Linked DNA regions of Sus scrofa: region 1 is linked to region 2. The links are chromatin contacts, called in public HiChIP or PLAC-seq maps. All regions are on one chromosome and are shown on one strand. Each heading gives the region's core, a stretch centred on a gene start, on an enhancer-like site or on the middle of the called end of the contact. The rest is flanking DNA. Distances are from core to core; before and after follow the strand shown.

What was found. HiChIP or PLAC-seq counts read pairs in DNA pulled down with a chosen protein or histone mark.
Region 1: an H3K27ac HiChIP or PLAC-seq map of skeletal muscle shows a contact between it and region 2. The contact joins two enhancer-like sites. A contact is called at or near these places in 16 of 47 Hi-C or Micro-C datasets (adipocytes, alveolar macrophages, brain and 10 more) and 2 of 2 datasets of contacts at active chromatin or transcription factors (alveolar macrophages and skeletal muscle).

What each region holds. Positions count from the first base shown.
Region 1 is chr13:139,858,835-139,862,118 of Sscrofa11.1, reverse strand. All of the region lies in intron 2 of FSTL1 (follistatin-related protein 1), which reads right to left. It overlaps LOC110256418 (a long non-coding RNA gene), which reads left to right. Exons shown (of 3, transcript XR_002337887.1): 2 at 1,191-1,375; 3 at 1,947-2,029. Among named protein-coding and RNA genes, the nearest start is that of FSTL1, 13 kb to the right of the region's middle. Within about 2 kb of position 1,583, at least 42 of the 83 cell types and tissues checked have an H3K27ac peak or open chromatin away from gene starts, as enhancers often do. A contact at or near this core is called in alveolar macrophages, fetal liver, fetal skeletal muscle and 4 more, where this site is marked.
Region 2 is chr13:139,749,618-139,753,011 of Sscrofa11.1, reverse strand. It overlaps LOC102162379 (a long non-coding RNA gene), which reads right to left. Exons shown (of 5, transcript XR_001303087.2): 5 at 458-3,209. Among named protein-coding and RNA genes, the nearest start is that of NDUFB4, 21 kb to the right of the region's middle. Within about 2 kb of position 1,866, at least 50 of the 83 cell types and tissues checked have an H3K27ac peak or open chromatin away from gene starts, as enhancers often do. A contact at or near this core is called in alveolar macrophages, fetal liver, fetal skeletal muscle and 4 more, where this site is marked.

The DNA.
Region 1 (3,284 bases), core at 334-2,833, 110 kb before region 2:
TCCCATTCAGAACCTGGAGTCACCACAATCTGGCACACTGTTATTGTCTAGAGGGATTCTAGAACCAGAGTGCAGCTAAGGTACTGAGCATTTTTTCTCCCCCTGGCCGCACCTGTAGCATTCCAGGGATGGAATCTAAGCTGCAGGTCCAACCAAAACCATAGCTGTAGCAACACCGGCTCCTTAATCCACTGAGCTGGGCTGGAGCTCAAACCCGCACCTCAGCAGTGACCCAAGCCGCTTCAGAGACAATGCTGGGTCCTTAACCCACTGTGACACAGCAGGAACTCCAAGGTACTGAGCATTTTTAAGCAGGACTAAAACACGTCCATTGGCCTCTGCTTCCTTCCTGCGCTCACCATTTCAAGTCACTTGATTTCACCACTGAGTTTTCAAAGGCCAAAGAGCAGTGCCCTCAGCTGTAACAAGAGCCCTGCACTGATTTAGAGAGGGCTTAGGGACCAGGGCAGGAACTTCATCAGTTCCTTTTGAGGAAACCCAGGATCCTGGTCATGGGCCAGGCAACATGTTGAGAAGGCAAGAAAGGTTCCGGAAAACAAAATTAGGGTCCAGGCAACATTTTCAGACAACTATTTTTGAAAGCCACTTGAATACTAAATCATTATTTTGAAAAGAAAATGTGAGCATTTACAAAAGTCAGAGGAAAGTCTTGTGTTTGGGTGTTTTTAGAAGGTCGATAAAAGCTCAAGTTGCATACTTGGGAATTTTTGGGATGCTTTCTTTCTTTTTTCTTTTTTAAAAAGATTCTTTGCTCAACCCCAAGAGGACCCAGCATCCTTCCTTCCTTGCCCAGTGTTGTGCAGGAGCTGCTTTCTAAAGTGGAAAATCAAGTGATTCCTTTCTGCAGAATAAATATCTGTTGGAATTCCTGGGAATGAAGGCTGTTCAGGTGCCACTTACATTTTACTCAATCTATGTAGGAGGAAGTAAGGGACAAGGAATGTCCCTTGCTTTTACTCATTCCCTTTTCCCATTCCTGGGTCAGCTTCTCTTTCAAACTGTTCCTCCTTGGGCCATCAGTTAAGATAAGAGCCAATCAAATATTCTAACTCCATTAAATACACTACTTTGACAATCCAACCCCAAATAAATGCCTGTTTCCTTTCCTATGGATAGGACCTCAGAGCTGAGTTTGAGAGCTCACCTACTCTAGCCCCCATGTTTTGCAGATGAGGGATCCAGTGACTTGTCCAAGCTCACTCCACCATGAATGGCATGAAGCTTGCTACCTGGGTGCTACCATCTGTCCTTGGTTCACTGCAGCCCATCTCTGGCAACAAGAGGAGGCTTGCTGGAAGCCGGCTCACCTCAGGGAGCTCTATAAACTCAGCCACAGCTTCAGCCACCACTGCAGGTATAGTCTCAACTCTGAACCTCTCAAGACAGCTGGACCTGACAGCCTCATAAATTCATTCACCTGCTTCTTATATGTGCGGCTCAGGCCAGTCCCCAGAGACAGTGGAAGTCTAGCTAAGAAAAAGAGGGCAGGGGGCAGGGATGAGTGAAGAGAGACAACCCAAGTCAGAGCTGCAGAACTGTGCAGATTGTGCTGAAAAGGCTCACTGCCAAGCAGACACTGTCTAGACTTTAACTGGCCTCTCCAGAGGGGGGTGTGGGGAGGAGGGGGAACAAGGCCGGAAAGCCTGCCTGCTTTTTGTTCAGCTAATGCAAACACATGACACAACCTCTGACAGGCTCCAGGCTGGGAGTTCACTCCAAGATAGTTCTTCCTCGGGGCTGGAATTCAGCTGTGGGCTGAGGGAAGCTGTGCTAATCCAGCAATCAGGGAGAAGCTAGGAATGTTTTTCTCAATCCCTGGGGAATCATAGTTCCCAAACTAGATTGAGTTGGGCCAAGAGCCAAAAGTAGCACATTTGTGGGTGCACAAGAACAGATTTTAAAAATTTCCATTTGTATCATTTTAGGTAATCCATGAGGAAAATCCACAAAAATACAGAACTGGCTTTGGATGGAGGCCTGCTATGAAAACTTTCTAAGACTCTGAATGATATCAATTTACAAAATGTACAGAGGAGAAATGGCAACCATGGTCCAATAAGCATCATGTATCTGCAAGAAAATGGGTTTGGGGAGCTCTGCATATCAGTTAGGAAAAAGGCGGTCCTCCTTATGGGTGGGCAGACAAGCCCCAGAGCAGAGCACAGAGACTGGCAAGCAGAGTACAGGATGGAGAGAGCCCAATTTGCCCCCTTGGCCAGCCATGCTTGTGCAGTAGACAGTCTGAGCAACCAAACCCAGACACTTAGCTGGAGTCTTAGAGCTGTCCTGCAATGCGGTCTTATTCAATATGGAACAGTTGTAAATACATCTGAAGGATAAAGAAACTGCTTAAAGCATCTCCTGAGTCACTGACCATTACGCATCAAGTGCTCTAATGGAACAACTATACTTCAATGTGGGTCAAAGAAGCACCTGGACATGAGCCAAGCTGAGGCCATGCCCATGTCTACGTGGCCAGAATCACCATGACCAGGCCTGGAGTACTGATCCAGGCACTTACAGCTGTTAGAGCACGAAGTTAAAGGGCAGCTGTTTTTGAGACCATGTTAACTTGAGAAAAGCTCCTTGCTTGTTTTCAAAGTCACTTTCAGGAATAAGACTCGGTAAACTGGCACAACATGGGAAATCAACTATCTTTAATAGAACATTTAAAAAATTTAAAAAAGGAAATAAGATTTAGTGAACCTTTGAAGTCCTGGGTTTGTATCCTGGCTTTACTATTTACTAGGTGGCTGATTTGGGGTAACTGAATCCTCTAAGCCATGGCTTCTCTGCCGATAAATGAAGATTATAGTAATTGCATCAGTGGGTTGTGATAATTAGATAAGATAAGGCTCTTTCCCTCTCCTCCCCACTGTTGTCTGGCTAATACCACTCATAGTTGGGGCTCAGCTTGGGGACACTCCCTCTTGGAGGCCTTCCTGAAACCCCAAGTGCCAGGTTAGGCTGTCAGCCCTGTCCTAGCCCTTACTGTGCTGGATAATTCTGAGCCCCTCCGTGTCCAGTCTGCCTCCCCACCCCACCCCCAAACTGCAAGCTCCTTGGGGACAGGGTCTGTGTCTGAGTCACTAGCACTAACTCAGTGCCTGACAGAGAACAGGTTTGTGATACATTTTTACTTTCTGTCCTTCAGTAGGAGGAAATGTTACTTAGTCCCAGAGGGGTGAAGCAAAATAATGCATCAAGACTTTGTGCAGCTTTCTCTCTGCATGAAATGTGAACCTGGTGCTCTGTGCATGTTT
Region 2 (3,394 bases), core at 617-3,116:
GCCTGCTGAGCAGCATTGCCTGGGGGAGCCATCTGTGTGCCGTACATATTCGGGGCCCTCATTTGGCCTCTGTGGGCTGCAGACAAAGCATCCTTTTGTATGAAGATAGGGGTGCATCTTGACTGTCATGGGATGTTCTGGAACCTTAAAACACATTCGGTTACATTTGATTCCCAGGGCTCAAAAGTCCAGGAAAAGCATTTAAACTCTTTCCCCTATAGGGGTCAGATATATATGGAATCTATAATAAGCCAGATGTCCCCAAGTGTCAGTCTGGAGAGACAGACAATGAGGAAGATTCCAGAGAGAATGTCACTGTGAGTGAAGATACTCTGGCAGAGTAGACCAGATCCAGGTGGAACACCTGAATGCTGGAGGGCAAGAGGTTTTAGGTAGAGTGCAATGCTGAGTCCCTCACCAGTTTTTCACCCGGAGCTCCTCAATCCCCGTCCCAAGGGTTCCAGTGTGTTCTGGGCTGGGTCTTAATTAAGAAGTGGAAAACCATGTCACTAGAGGTACAGTTATTCTGGTATGGGCATTTTCTCTAAAAGACCTGAAAAACATTGTTGGGCTGGTCCCATTGACCCCTGGAGATCAATGGGAGGGGGAGGTGGGCAGCAGCTTGGCAGCAACCAATGCTCAAGGCAGTACTGCAGGATGCAAGGGCAGCAGGCTAGGAGGACAGAGACAGGAGAAATATAACAAGACGACATGACCCAATAGCTAAGTGGTGAACCCGTGTAGAATAATTATTCTACATTTTATTTTAAGTGTTAGTTTTTGCCAGATCTTGAAATCTTTCAGAGCTCAGTCTGCAGTGGGTTCATCCCCATTTACATTAACATTTGCTAGTGAGCCAAGGACCATACAGAGAAATAACAAGAAAGAAACACTGACAGAAACACAGATTCAGAGAAAGGGGAATTACAGAAGGAGATACACATAAAGAGATACATAGACAGTTTGAGAAAATAGATGAAAAATAGAGGAAGACAGAAAGCAATTGAGGAGGGAAGAACAGAGAGAGAGACCTATTAAGACATCCAAGACCCAGCTAGTGTTCTGGGAGAAGCTAGCTGGCTCCCCTAGGACGAAAATCAGGCCGTCCTGGATTGAGCCTCCCAGGATTAAGAACCTAAGAGAAACCACAAAGATTCATTGTTTTGTTTATCCGGAGGTTTTGGCTCCTGGCAACTTCGGTGCCGACGTTCTGACACACTGCCTGAGCTCCCCCTGCTGGCGGCTCTGCAGAATCTCACCGTCTGGTTCCAGAGTGGGATCAGATTACGTAAGTCTTCTTCGAGATTGGCCCACCGTTTTCCTTTTTTATTTTATTTTTTATTTTTTTTTATTTTCTCAAGTTCCTAGTTCTCCGAAGTCTGTCCTGGGAGACCCAGCCCAAATAAGAGTGCAAGCGGGAGACTGGCTGAGCAAACGCTAGCTGAACATGTGCGACATACAAAGTGCTGTGGAAAGGCCTTTAGGGAGTTTATTTGGCCTTTAGTCTTCTCACTTCAAGTGTCCGTTAGAATTAAACTGACCTTCTGGGGATGGAGTGAGGGCACTTTCCTGCCCAGTTCTGACCAACTAGACCAGCTTTCCAAAGTAAGTCCTGGGAAATGCCTACGAGGGCAACAGTGATGGCGCGCCCTTCTTTTTTCCCTTCTCTTTCTCCCTGTTCATCTTCTTCCCCGCACAAAGAAGAGGAATTGCATTGTGCAAAACTCCTGGGACGGGAAGGAGAGAAACACAAATCTCCCCAAATGCCAAGCCGATCTTACTGCTAAGAATAACCTTTATCTCGGGAAGAAAGACAGAAGACCTGCCTCTCTTTCTTCCTCCCCGCTTCCCCCCAACCCCCACACTCTGTCGATGGTGGATTTTAAAGGGGCAGCAGCACCCACGCCTAAGAATACACTGAGCGCTGTTTTTCCTAAAGTGCTTGAGTTTTTGAGTCACAAAGTCCAGAGAGGGGCAACGTGGGAGGAGAGAACTTGAGTCCAGAGGACCAGGGACAGAGGTGAGGGAGGAGGCAAGAGGGAAATGGAGGGGAAGAGCAAGATCAGGACACAGGGATCTCTGTTCCACCCTGATCCTAGGCTTCTGCAGCCCTGAGGAGCAGACTGACAGGGGTAGGCAGACCCTTTGGGGGAGGGTGACCCTGGGGTGGGCAGTGGGCCCCCCACTCTGGCTGTATTTGAGGATCACCTTGAGGGAGGGGGCAGATTTCCAGACCTCTGGCTAGGATGTATGCTCACAGAAAGGAGTCCTTGTTCCCCTAAAAACCCGAACCATCTCTTGTCAAGGACTCTGGAACATCAGAAAGGATTCCCTTCTTTTGTTAACTAAAAACTAAATAGATTCTTACAGTGACCTGCATTGCAGAAAGTAGCAATGGCCCTTGGAAAAATGGAGCCACTTCTTTAGTCCTCTGTTCTGCCCTTGTCCACTGTTTCTTTCTCTTACCCACCTTCCCTCCCCTAGCTTTTTCCTTTCATCATGGGTTCAGCCTTTTGCTCACACTATCTTGTGGTCTCCCCAGGCTCTGGCTTCCTTCTCACTCACCTTTCATGTTCTCCTGCATTTGCTTCCTGGGCCAGAGTGCCCTCCTTGTGGAAGCAAGAGAAAGAAAGGATTGTCATGTCTGCTTGGGATCCCCAGATGCCTGATGCCACATAGCCTTTGAACAGGGCAAATGGATACCCTACAGAGCTTGAGGAGAGTCTATCTCTGGGTCTTTCTTTACTCACACTCAGTCTACAAACTACCACTGGAAAACTACTGGACGGTTGACAGCCCATACATTGTAGTACCTTCTATCTTGAACAGCCCTTGTCCATTTCTACCATGCGAAAGCATTTTAGTGACTCATGAGTCAATAGGAGCAGAAGTGCCTGGGCAGTGTGATAATAATAATGGTTATTTATCACAAATGAAAGTTATATTTCTATATAACTGAAACTGATCCAGTTCTGCTATTGTCAAATAAAAGGAAAAAGCCTAAAAACATCAAAAAGTAAAAAATTAAAGAGGAACACTTTTCAGAAGATGTCATTTCTTTGTATTTCTCTAGCTAAATAAATTGTAGCAATTTCCAAAATGTTCCTGGAGAAGAAACGATTTTAGAAGCAAACTCTTCAGTGGCTTTGTGGTGTGGGTTTGGGCTGCTTGTGACCAGTAGAGGGCAGACTTCAGTTGTAAATGGGAGCCTGCAGAGTGGACAACAGGGGAGAAAGGGCAATTTAGGATTCCAAGGTTGTAAACTGTTTATTTCATGCTACGCATAGCCCAGAGATCATAATCTAAGATTCTTGACATGACACGAGAGACTAGATTCCAGGAAATCAGTTCTAAGCAGGGAATGACATAACTGTCGATGTTGCTTTGCTTCTAA